Linked DNA regions of Sus scrofa: regions 1, 2 and 4 are each linked to region 3. A link is a contact called in public HiChIP or PLAC-seq data. All regions are on one chromosome and are shown on one strand. Each heading gives the region's core, a stretch centred on a gene start, on an enhancer-like site or on the middle of the called end of the contact. The rest is flanking DNA. Distances are from core to core; before and after follow the strand shown. Region 1 holds the start of ST3GAL3 (ST3 beta-galactoside alpha-2,3-sialyltransferase 3). Region 2 overlaps ST3GAL3 (ST3 beta-galactoside alpha-2,3-sialyltransferase 3). Region 3 holds the start of ARTN (artemin). Region 4 overlaps ST3GAL3 (ST3 beta-galactoside alpha-2,3-sialyltransferase 3).

The links. HiChIP or PLAC-seq counts read pairs in DNA pulled down with a chosen protein or histone mark.
Region 1: a contact with region 3 is called in an H3K27ac HiChIP or PLAC-seq map of alveolar macrophages. The contact joins the promoter of ST3GAL3 here to the promoter of ARTN in region 3. A contact is called at or near these places in 1 of 47 Hi-C or Micro-C datasets (embryonic fibroblasts) and 1 of 2 datasets of contacts at active chromatin or transcription factors (alveolar macrophages).
Region 2: a contact with region 3 is called in an H3K27ac HiChIP or PLAC-seq map of alveolar macrophages. The contact joins the enhancer-like site here to the promoter of ARTN in region 3. A contact is called at or near these places in 1 of 5 promoter capture datasets (liver), 9 of 47 Hi-C or Micro-C datasets (alveolar macrophages, blood, fibroblasts and 6 more) and 1 of 2 datasets of contacts at active chromatin or transcription factors (alveolar macrophages).
Region 4: a contact with region 3 is called in an H3K27ac HiChIP or PLAC-seq map of alveolar macrophages. The contact joins the enhancer-like site here to the promoter of ARTN in region 3. A contact is called at or near these places in 24 of 47 Hi-C or Micro-C datasets (adipose tissue, alveolar macrophages, blood and 16 more) and 2 of 2 datasets of contacts at active chromatin or transcription factors (alveolar macrophages and skeletal muscle).

The regions. Positions count from the first base shown.
Region 1 is chr6:167,557,473-167,560,428 of Sscrofa11.1, reverse strand. ST3GAL3 (ST3 beta-galactoside alpha-2,3-sialyltransferase 3) reads left to right here and starts at 1,691. Exons shown (of 11, transcript NM_213759.1): 1 at 1,691-1,821. The coding sequence starts at 1,707.
Region 2 is chr6:167,534,431-167,537,428 of Sscrofa11.1, reverse strand. The region is part of intron 1 of ST3GAL3 (ST3 beta-galactoside alpha-2,3-sialyltransferase 3); the gene reads left to right. Among named protein-coding and RNA genes, the nearest start is that of ST3GAL3, 23 kb to the left of the region's middle. Within about 2 kb of position 1,623, at least 1 of the 83 cell types and tissues checked has an H3K27ac peak or open chromatin away from gene starts, as enhancers often do. A contact at or near this core is called in alveolar macrophages, where this site is marked.
Region 3 is chr6:167,359,755-167,362,655 of Sscrofa11.1, reverse strand. It overlaps ARTN (artemin), which reads left to right and starts at 1,286. Exons shown (of 5, transcript XM_021096838.1): 1 at 1,286-1,975; 2 at 2,199-2,346.
Region 4 is chr6:167,500,038-167,503,015 of Sscrofa11.1, reverse strand. The region is part of intron 1 of ST3GAL3 (ST3 beta-galactoside alpha-2,3-sialyltransferase 3); the gene reads left to right. Among named protein-coding and RNA genes, the nearest start is that of ST3GAL3, 57 kb to the left of the region's middle. Within about 2 kb of position 1,290, at least 1 of the 83 cell types and tissues checked has an H3K27ac peak or open chromatin away from gene starts, as enhancers often do. A contact at or near this core is called in alveolar macrophages, where this site is marked.

The sequences.
Region 1 (2,956 bases), core at 442-2,941, 200 kb before region 3:
CTTCACTTACAATATTTATACATAACTTCTCAAATGTTATTTCATGACTAAGATACCTGAGTGGGGTGGGGAAGGGTGATCTTAAGCAGTCTTCTTGGGGAGTTCCCGTTGTGGCTCAGCGATAAACAAACCTGGGTAGTGTTCATGAGGTTGTGGGTCTGTCCCTGGCCTCGCTCAGAGGTTGGGAGTCCCGTGTTGCTGTGAGCTGTGGTGTAGGTCGCAGACGTGGCTCGAATCTGACGTTGCTGTGGCTCTGGAGGGGCCAGCAGCTGTAGCTCTGATTCCCTGGCCTAGGAACCTTCTTATGCTGCTGAGGGTACAGCCTTAAAAAGACAAAAAAAAAAAAAAGGGAGAAGGAGAGCTCTTCATGGCTGATGCTGATTTAAGTGAGTATCAGAGCATGTGCCGCCAGGTAGTGGAGAAAATACCACAGACAGACCTTGAGGCGAGAAGCAGCAAGAAATGTCCAGTGCATAGAAAGAAGGGGGGCTGGAGCACAGCACACAGATGAGAGTGGGAGAAACAAGAGGTGGTTTAGGAGTCAGATGGGGTGTGACGAGAAGCTGCTGGATCCTAAGGAGCCATTCCTTTCTTCTGAAGGAACGGAAGCTTGAAGGAAAGATGTGTTAGGCCGAGTGGCCCCTCAAAGATGCCCACACCCTAATCGCTGGACTCCGAATATGTTGCTTTACATGGCAAAAGGGACTTTGCACACGAAATTAAGGCTTCAGACCTTAAAATAGGGAAGTGACCCTAGGCTATTCAAGCGGGCCCAGTCTAATCACATGAGCCTGAAAAGCGAGGCAGTTTCTCTGGCTGGCAACGGAGGCAAGATGAGGTAGAAGGAAAGTTGGAAAGATCAGCGTGAGAGGGGCTGACCCTGCTGTGGCTGCAGGGGGACTGCATGGAAAGCAGGAGCACAGGAGCAAAGACTGGCTGATAACCAGCAAGGCATCGGGCCCTTGGGCCCTGCAGCTGCAGGAGCTGAAGTCAGCCTACAGCCTGAAGCAGCTTGGAAGTAGGTTCATCTCCAGAGTCTCCAGAAAGGAAGGCAGCTTGCCAGGCGCCTGGGTTTGGCCTTGTGCTGCCTCGTGCAGGGGACCCTGCTGAGCCACACTGTACCTTGACATTTGGCCTTCAGAACTGCGAGGCAGTAACCGTGTGTGGTTTCAGGCTGCTGGGGTTGTGGTGCTTTGTCAGAGCGGCAGTGAGATACTAATAGAAAGGGGTTCAGGCAGGGGAGGAATGCCCCGTTTGTGCCTCCTCGTGCTGGGTGGCAAGTAGATCCAGCGAGCGTGGGTTTGGAGGCAGGGCAACTTGTGCAGTGGGCATACAGTGCTGGCGCGGACGAGGGGCGTGATGGCGGGAAGGGGATGTGATTTGAGATTTATCCAGGAGGATGCAACTGCCAGAGTTGGATCAGCGATTGTCGGGAATGAGGGGGAGGGACCTGAGGATCACGGCTGATTTCCGGCTTGGATGCTGAATGATGGTGAAGCTGAGACGGGCTTGAGCAGGTTGGAGGATGCCCAACTAAGGGGTAATTCTAGGCTGTTCTTCATTTGGAAATTCTCGCATAAATACTTAGGTTAAGGTTGAGTGTATCCGTACGAGGATTGCTTATTATTGAAGACCTAAATTGTTCTTTTGGTTTTTTTTTGTTTTTTTTTCTTTAGGTCATGTAGGAAACTGTAAATCATGTGAAGATGGGACTCTTGGTATTTGTACGCAATCTGCTGCTAGCCCTCTGCCTTTTTCTGGTGTTGGGATTTTTGTATTATTCTGCGTGGAAGCTACATTTACTCCAGTGGGAGGACTCCAGTAAGTATGGTGACTCTAGCCTACCCCCGCCCCCGGGAACAGCCTCTGCTGATTAGTTATCGGGTTTTCCTGTGGCCGCAGTCATCTCAAATTCTTCAGAGAGGGGCACCGAGCATTTCCGGGACTTGGGCTTAGAAACCGCCCACCACTGTTGTTGCTCTTGTTGGAGAACTTTGCTGGTTTTGAAAACAGCTGCATGCCATGGCACATCCTTTTGTGCACTCAGGGGAAGCGTGCTGTGCTGCAATAAAAACGCAAACCGTGCCGGGGCTTCGGGTTCTCGAATGTCCTTTTTTAATTATGAGAGTTTATTGCTGCTCCCCTTTGCCAGTCACTGCCTTGGGCTTGCTGTCGAAGTTGGTTTTCCAGCGCTCTTAGGACATTCATCTTTATCTCGTCCTTGGATTTTCCGTTTTTAATTTAATCCTGTCTTTTACTTTCCCCGAAGAAATTGTGTCTACTGAATCCTTGGAGCTCTTACTGGTGCTGAACTTGGACCTGAGTAGAATAATGTCTTCATTCTGCCCCTGCTGAGTAACGTCTGATCCCTTTCTTCCCTGTGCAGCCATTCTCATGTGTCACACTGTTTTCTGTGAGGCTGCCTGAAACACCCCCTCCCCACCAACCCCCCTCGCCCCCTCTCCCACCTTTTCCGGCTCACCCAGCCTTGACTGTGCTGTGGTCTGGGCTTTGCAGTGGAAGGGCTTGCACTGTGCCGCAACGAGCTTTGCACACTGTTTCCTTGGCTGTAGCTTCCAGTGTCCCATGGTGGCCACACACAGCTCTTCTTCTGGTTCCTTTGTCTGACGGCTGTCTGAGCTGGCTACGAAAAAGTCTGGGTAGTCTGTGCTGATTCCTAGTGAATGTCTCTTTTCCAAAATAGTTTTTATGTCTGCAAACACCTACTGGATACCAGTGTGGAATTCACCTGAGAATAGAGTCAGTCTCTACACAGGAGGTTAAAATGAAATAGAATGAGTTGGAAGAGGCATCTGGCATTTGGTCTACTACTGTAGTATTGTTATTATTTTTTGGTCTTTTTTTTGGGCCACACCTGCAGCATATGGAGGTTCCTAGGCTAGGGGTTGAATTGGAGCTGTAGCTGCTGGCCTATATCACAGGCACAGCAATGCCA
Region 2 (2,998 bases), core at 374-2,873, 170 kb before region 3:
GAAGTTTTATTTTTTTAATATAAAACTTCTTTTATGGAGAGAGACATTTGGCGGGGGGGGCCTGCACTGTGGCAGGCAGAAGTTCCCAGGCCAGGGAACCGGCTCCGCACCGCAGCAGTAACCCAGGCCACGGCAGTGACGACGGCAGATTCTTTGCTGCTAGGCTACGTGGGAACTCTAGGGAAAGAAACTTTAAGCAAAGCTACGTGATAGATAACAAGCCAAGAAAAATATTTTTAGTATATAGGATAGAGATGATATTCTTAATATATGTAAAGCGCTCATGTAAGTTGTTTGAAAAAAAGGAATGCTTTAATGGAAAAATGACAAATTCGTGACTAGATAGTTGTACAGAAGGCAAATTTGAAAATGCTAGTGATTATATTTTAAAATCGTTACTCTCACTAATTTTTAAAGAAATGCAGAGTGTAAAATGACAGTTGTATTATTTTTACCTTCCGTATTGGCAGATTTTTAGACGGATTATGCCCTGTACAGGTGTGAGTAAGCCATTATTCTTACGCCCGGCAAGTGGGTTTCTGGATGGCAATATAACGATGTGTATGCAAAAGTTCAAACATGCGTACTTGTAGTTTTTACTCCCTATGCGATACAGAACAAGCACGCAGATGTGTGTGTGTGTGTGTGTGCACACGACATTGCCACATTTTTATTAGGGAAAAAAAAGGAGACAACCTGAACAGCTCATTGAGGACGGGTCCGTAACATCTGGCGTGTGCATTCCGATGACACCGTGTAGGTCTTGAGATGGCTGGGAAAACCGTTATGCCCTGACGTGAGAAGATGATCTTTTTCACTGACACACACACACACACACACACACACACACACACACACACACTCAAAGGCGCACAAACATACAGGTCAGTCTTAGGCCTCATTTGCAGGAAGCTCAAAATCATCCACACGTAAACACGTATGGGCAGTTAGACGATGCCTGGCACTGCGGCACTGTGCCAGGTCTTTGGCGGGAGGGATGACTGTGGCGCTGTCCTGCTCTCAGGATTCGTGTCATCTGGCAACGCTGTGAGGTGGTGATAGGTAGCATCTTCGGAACACTCTGCTGTGTACTTGGAGCTGCACTTTCTAAAGGGCTTTGTGTGCATCATCTGATTGAATCCCCTCCCGGGGATATTTGGTGGGACTTGCACAATGGACAGGTTAGATTATTAAGGCTCAGTAAGACAATGCCTTGAGATCACAGAGATGGAAGGGTGGAGTCTGGGCTATTGTTGTCCCATTTTACAGATGGGAACACAAAGTTTCTAGGGAGTTGGTCACCAGTGGAGACAGGTTGAACTAAAGACTTCCTGTCTTCAAAGTCTGTGCTCTTAGCCGGACACGCCTGACCACTGCGATAGCAAGTCACATACATTTTTTGGTTTCCTGGTATGTATAAAAGTTATATTTATACTCTAGTCTATGTAGGGTGTACACTCGCATTATGTCTAAAAAACAATGTATATACCTTGATTAAAAAATGCTCTGTTGCTGAAAAGTGCTAACCAGCCTCTGAGCTTTCATCAGGTGGTTCTCTGCTCGCTGGGAGAGGGTCTTGCCTCCGTGTCGGTGGTTGCTGACTCATCTGGGTAGTGGCTGCTGAGGGGTGGGGCGGCTGTGGCAATGTCTTAAAACAAGACAGCGATGAAGTTTGCAGTTTCTCTGTAACATGCTGTTCGATGGCCTTTTACCCACAGTAGAACTCCTTTCAAAGTTGGAGTCGGTCCTCTCGAACCTGCTGCTGCTTCATCAACCGAGTTTAATACTCTGAGTCCTTTGTTGTCATTTCTGCTCCATCAGGAGTCGATTCCCTCCCAGGAAACCACTGTCTTTGCTCATCCGTAAGAGTCAACTCTTCACTCACCAGCTTCATCAAGAGGTTGGGGCGATCCAGTCACATCCTGAGACTCCGCTTCTCATTCTAGTTCTTTCGTTCTTCCTACTCCCCACCTGCAGTTACTTCCTCCGCTGAAGCCTGGGACCCCTTAAAGTCATCCACGACAGCTGAAGTCAGCTCCTCCCAGACTCCTGTGTATATGGATATTTTGACCTCTGCCCGTAAATGCTCTTAATGGCATCTAGAATAGTGAGTCCTTTCCAGCAGCTTCTCAATTTATTTTGCCCAAACCCATCAGAGGAATCACTGTCTGTGGCAGCTATATAGTCTTACGAAATGTATTTCTTTTCTTTCTTTTTTTTTTTTTTTTGTCTTTTGTCTTTTTGTCTTTTGTTGTTGTTGTTGTTGTTGTTGTTGCTATTTCTTGGGCCGCTCCCGCGACATATGGAGGTTCCCAGGCTAGGGGTCGAATCGGAGCTGTAGCCACCGGCCTACAGCAGAGGCACAGCAACGCAGGATCCGAGCCGCGTCTGCAACCTACACCACAGCTCACGGCAACGCCGGATCGTTAACCCACTGAGCAAGGGCAGGGACCGAACCCGCAACCTCATGGTTCCTAGTCGGATTCGTTAACCACTGCGCCACGACGGGAACTCCTATTTCTTAAATAATAAGAAAAAAAGCAAAAATAAAATAAATAAGTAATAAAACTTGAAAATCGAAATTACTCTCTGCTCATGGGCCGTGGAATGGGTGTTGTGTTAGCAGGCATGAAAACAACATTAATCTCATTGTACATTTCCTTTATTATTATTATTATTATTTGTCTTTTTAGGGCTGCACCTGTGGCATATGGATGTTCCCAGGCTAGGGGTTGAATTGGAGCTGTGGCTGCTGGCCCACACCACGTCCACCGCAACTCGGGATCCAAGCCACGTCTGCCACCAAAACCACAGCTCACGGCAATGCCAGATTCTTGACCCACTGAGCGAGTGAGTGAGGCCAGGGGTCGAACTCACGTCCTCATGGATGTTAGTCGGGTTCTTTACCGCTGACCCATGACGGGAACGCCCTCGTTGGACATTTCCATCAGAGCTCTTGGGTGACCCAAGTGCCTTGTCAACGAGCCATAGCATTTTG
Region 3 (2,901 bases), core at 37-2,536:
CCCTGTCACCTCTCATCTGCCACCCAGTCCAGGTGCCATCCCGATTTCCCATAGGCCCCTTTACTGCTGCGCTTTGTCCTCAGCCAGAGGCCTCCTCATCTGAGGGGAAGACAGGGCCCTGACGGAAGGACAGCCGGGCCCAGAAACTCCTTTCGATTCTGCTGGAAACAGGCCTTGAGGATGCAAACGCCAGGGCATACTGTGTCCTACGTGAATGGCGCCCCCCGAGTGGTCTCGGGCACAGGCTGCAGGCCTGCAAGCAGCTGCCCTGGCTGACAAAGAGCCGGGGAAGAAGCCCCCCAGCACACACAACCACCTCTGGGGGAGGCAGCAGAGAGCAGAGCGGCTCACTGCCCGGCCTCCTGTCCCACAGGTTTCCTGGCAAGTCCCCACCACTGCCCAGAAACTGCTCCCTTCGAAGCCGTTGTTCTCAGCCTGGCTGAGAAGCACCTGTCCAGGTGTGGAAAGCGGCTCACGCCCTCCCCGCCATTCTGATTCAGGTCTGGGGCGGGGCCCGCATTGGGTTAGTTTTAAGAGGCCCACAGGGGGGTTCTGCTGCAGAGCCAGGGTACGGCTGGTCCACACACACACGTTCCCTGAGCACGTTCGTCCCCGCCCACGGCTTCTGATTGCAAACTGGCCGACAATTCCCGAACTGCCGTCTCCCGCCCAGCTCTCTTGACTTCGCTCCAGGCTACACATTCGGCCACTTTCTGAAAGATCCCACTAGGCTAATCCACGGGCCCTCCAGCCCGACCTGTCCAACACTGAACTCACGAGCTCCTGCCCCCAACCTGCCCCTCCTCTGGGAGCCCCAGCTGCCAGAAGGCAACCCCTCTGCCTCGTCACCCAGGCCAAAGGTATGCCTTTGTCTGTCCTGCTTCCTCACCCCATCCGATCAGGCACCAGCTGGGTTTGCAAAAGGAGCCCAGGAAGCCCACGCTCTCCCGCATTTCAGCTTTAGCAGACTTGCCTCCAAAGCATCCTCCCCGCTGCACCCAGGGCCAGTCGCTGAAAGGCACATCGGATGCCACCGTTCTCCTGCCTGAAACCCTTCAGCTGTCCCCACTGTCACCGGGATAAACTTCAGACGCCCTGCCATGACATAGAGTGTCTGGCCTTTCCATCCCTCTGTGCTCGTTACTCGCCCAACCTCCATCCCGCCGGCCGAGTGGCCACAGTTAGGCTTCTGAACTACTGCCCTGCAGCTCATCCCTCAAACCTCAGCGAAAAAGTTCCTCGTCCGGGACCCTCCCCTTCTTCAGCCCCCAGCGCCCCAACCTACCACGCTGCCCTGGCTGAGCGGCGGTGTTTGCAGGTGCGTCTGGACGCGGAGCCCCTGGGCCGCAGGGAGGGGAGCGGCGGGACGGCTGGAGCCGGCTCCGACCTTGGAAGCCCCAGCGCAGTGCCTCGCAGACTCAAGGAGCCCCGTGGGTCTGCTGAGAGAAGAAACTAGCCGGGAGCAGAGAGAGCAGCTCGTGCAGAGTGGCCCGCCGGGACCGCAGAGACGGGGAGAACCCCAAGGCCGGTGGCCCGAGGCAGGATCGGCCTGTCCCCTCCCTCTCCCGCCCTCAGTCCAGCCTCCCAACTCCCGACTCCAAGTGTCGGCAAACTCTGAACACCCAGCGTCCGCGCCCCTGCGCTGCCTGGGTTCCCTGCTCTTTCCCGGGGGCCCTTCCCAGGGTCTCCTCCCCCAACACCTCGGGGGACCTAGTGGAGCCGGGGGGACCGGATTCCGGAGGGTGGAGCAGCCAGGTGAGCCCTGAAAGGTGGGGCGGGGCGGGGGCGCTCAGGGCCCCACCCCAGGATCCGGTGACGCCAGGGCTGGAATTTGACACCGGACGGCAGCAGGCATGAGGCTGCGGAGGGATGGAGTTGGGCCCGGCCCCCAGACACGGCCCGCGGGCTCTGCCAGCAGCAGGTCCCTCGGGTCCCAGCCCTCACTGTGTCCCGGACCCAGAGCCCTCCACGCGCGGTAAGCCGACCTGTGTGCCCACCCCTCGTCCCAGCCCTGGGGCCGGGGCGAGCGGGCGGGGTCGTCCCCCTCCACTCCCTTCTCGCGTCCTCCCTCTCCTGGGCCCGCCGCGCGGCTCTCCGGCCCTCCCAGCCCCCCCAGTCCCTCTTGTCGCTTGTTGGACTGCGCTAGCCCGCCAGCCCGGGCGGCCCGCTGTAATGTGAGGCCCCGGCTGCCGCTGCAGGGCTCAGACGGGCTGCCAAGACCACGCTTTTGGCTAAAAGAGGCGCTGCCAGGTGCAGAGCTCTGGGCGTGAGCCTTTGGAGCCGCGGGGGAAAGCCCAGCTCTGGTCCCAGAAAAGGTGCCTAGAGGAACACGACACAACCGCCGGGGTGAGTGTGGGGCTGGTGGATGGGGAGGCCAGGCCTGCACTGGAGGACCAGGTGGCCCCAGATCTTGGGTTGGGAGACCTAGGGCCTGAGCTGCCCTCCAGAGACCTGCTCCTGGGCGCCCCCTAGCGCAGGGGCCCTTGCGCCGGCCTCGCCAAGCTTTCCCTCCGTCAGTGAGAACAGTCACTAACCTGGCTCCTCAGGCCCGTGTTCCGTTAGCCAAGCACCCTTGGCCCTGGAGGACCATGCCAGGGTGGTCTGGCCCACGGGTATGCAGACATTCCGTGTGCTGGGGGGTGGGGGGTGGAGTGCCCACTAGGACCCAAGAGCAGGCCCGCTGGTGAGGGTTCATGAGGGCTCCAGAGAGGTGACTGGGGGTGCTAGATGGTGCACGCTCACAAAAGCTGCTGGGGCTCAGGAAGGCTGGCTGGGCTCAGGAAGGATGGTTCATGGGGCAAACTTCTAGGAGCAGGGCCAGGCTGTCAGGTCCAGGGGAAGCTGGAAGGGAAACAAATCCAGATCAGCTCTCGGTGTGGCTCAGCTCTCAGAGACCAGGCT
Region 4 (2,978 bases), core at 41-2,540, 140 kb before region 3:
CTTCTTTTTTTTAACATAGATAATGTAACTGTCTTTAAAAAAAAAAAAGGGTTTTTAAAATTATAGTTGATTTGCAATGTGTCAGTTTCAGAGGCACCTTTTATTGGGGATCTGGCACATCCCTTCCTGTTTAGAGAAGTTGAGGATTCATGGCAGGGTGTAAGAGCACTTCCTACAGGCCTGTCTTGACTCCAGTTGTAGCTGAGGTGTCTTCAGTTAATTCCACATTTCCACCTTTTGCTTCAGCTGTTCCAGCAGTGAAAGCTTTGTGATCACATCAGGATGTCTCCATGTAGCAGTTTGTCCCTCAGCCCTTCCTTGGTTGTCATGTTCCTTGCCAGAGGGAAAATACACAAATTTGAAACCTCACGAGGTCACATTTGAGTAACAAAGAAAGGTGCTATAGAGAACTCTCAGGAGTTTCTTGCTAAAAGTCCATATTTAGTCAAGGTCATAAGTGCTTATAAATCATCTTGAAGCACTGGGCCAGCACCATCTTATTAGGAATGTCATTTTGATAAAGGTTTGACAAGCAATAGGTGCAGAGCTTAACAGGTATGCAGAACAAAGTGAAAAACAGCATAAGAAATCCACTTTGCAGGATGGTTTTTAACCAGGAGTCCAGACCTGAAGGCAGCCAGTGGATAAATAAAAGACAGTAGATTGTCAGGTGCAATTTGCTGTAACTCGTGTGCTTGCTCTTTAATTTTATGCATTTGGGTCTCTCCTTCCCCAGAGGCATTTATCCACATGCAGCAAGATGTGTTTGCTGTTGCACAGATGCTGATTTGTTCAGAGAGTAAGTAAGCAAGGACTCTGAGGGCATCCCAAACGACCTTGGCCAGTGAGAGAGGTGAACATTGCTGAGCTGAAACTGCATTGGCGATGGAATCCGCTAACTCCTAATGTCAGGAGAGATTCCTGATTATTTGTTCATTGGCTCTCACTCTGATCCATGGGAAGAAAGCTCTCCCTAAAGAGTCAAAACCAGAATCTTGTATGCTTCCTGGAAGTTCTTGCTGAAGGCGGTTGTAAAGGTTCAATGAGATGGACCTTTGAGAGGCTCTTGCTTGGTCGTTTATGGAGAACGAGGCAGGGAGTGCGGCAAGGGTGCACCGTCCTTCCCTTCTCTAGCTATCGAGCATAAAGGCAGTCCCCAAACTTTCATCTAGGAAGGTATGAGGGGTGCAGTGAGGCCCTCGCATACATAGCAGTCCGTGGAGTCATTCATTGGCATTGAGGCATTGGCATTACTTAACCAAGGCTCACACGTTAGGATGTTACACACTGAAGGTTTACGTCATCATGTAAACATATGTCAGCACTTTTACAAATGGTGTGACTGCCACTGCTGGCTCCACTGATCCTTTCATAGAAATATTCGAAAGATCTTGTTTTCCCATCCCACAGTTTGGGTCAAATTGAAGCAGGGAGTAAGTTTACGCAGGCTTCGCACACCGCCTCCATCAAATGGGCCCATGAAACCGTTTGGACGTCAGCAGTGTTTGGAATGAAATTACATATGGGGGTGAACCGAAGGGTCATTGCTGTCTTGGACAGACTGATATTTCTGCTGGTAAGTCCTGCTATTGGAGAGCTTTCCCCTTTCACAAGGGATTGGGAAATAAAGACAAAGGCATTGTCCTTCCATGGAAGGCGGGGGCGGGGGGGACCGGGTGAGAACAGTATTGAAAGAAAGGTACCCAGGCTTGGTCCACACGTCTTGGGAAAGCTGTCAGCCTCAGATGCTGTCTGCCTCAGAGCTGGTGAGCTTTGTCTCTGGGTCCCCACAGAGGCCAGTTGGGGTTCGGTGGCTTCTTTAAGCCCGGCGTGAGGATTCAGGAGTCGGCTCTTTGGAGTTTGGTGGCACAAGGATTAGTTAACAGTACCTAAGAGGGGCCCTTCCAGTGAGGCTGAGGAGAGTTCTTTTGAAATGCCTCTTCCAGTTAGGACACAACAGCTCCAGGTTGTAGAGTGTAATGTTTGCGGTCTTTGTCTCCTGGAAACATGCTGCGACAGGGGCTCTACTAGAGCCTGGTAATTTTTAGTAGATACAGGTAAGCCTTTGCAATGCAGGGTTGTGTCTCCCTTTTGTATCAGTTGTGGGTTGAAAGGAGCAGGAGCCAAGGGCATCCTCTTCCAGGAGCGGACTCCCATCGAACCTTTGCAAATATAGACATTGTCTGGGAAAACAGCGTGTTTAATAAGGGTTTCAGAGCTCTGGGAGAACCAAGTGGGGGGAAAAAGATAAGTGCTTCAATCTCTGTTGCAAATGTACACCTTACCAAATTGCTGTGAGTTTTAGATAGATTAAAGGAGAGGGGGAAGAGGGTTCCTTTACCCCTGGAAAAGAAAACATTAAAGAAATTGGTTTTCCATTAGTTTTAGAAATCCTTACCCAGTTCCATTAGTTTTAGAAATCTTAAAATTATCAAAAACCTGTACTCCAGAGTACCTGTCAGAGCTTTTTACATGAATCTCTTTAAAAATGAAGCGTCATTGAAGCATCAGTGTAAAGCAATAACTGCCTATAAGTGACAAAAAGATTTGAAAATGCCTGTTATTAAAAATCCAGTGAGAGTTCATTATAATGGAATTGACAAGGGGTTCTGTTGACTCCTATGCCACGCATCTTAAAATTATGACTGATGACATTATAATCAGGACATCTTAGCATTTCAGGAATTTCATACACTTTTTAAAATGTTTTTCAGAACATTTTTATTAACATATACCTATAGCAAATATAAGGTAAAAAGGTTTAGTACTCCTTACTCGACAAGTGTCTGATGTAATTTAACAAATAAGCTTGATTAGTTTAAAGTTTTTCACAGTGAGAGACAAATTCTTTGAGATTTTCCAGGGGCCCTGTGGAAAATCCCAGGTTGGTGCAAGGTCACAAAGGCTTCATTTAGAACTTGATTTTGGGAAAGTTTGTAGAAAATATCCAAAGGTTTTGGACATTTGATCAAATAGGA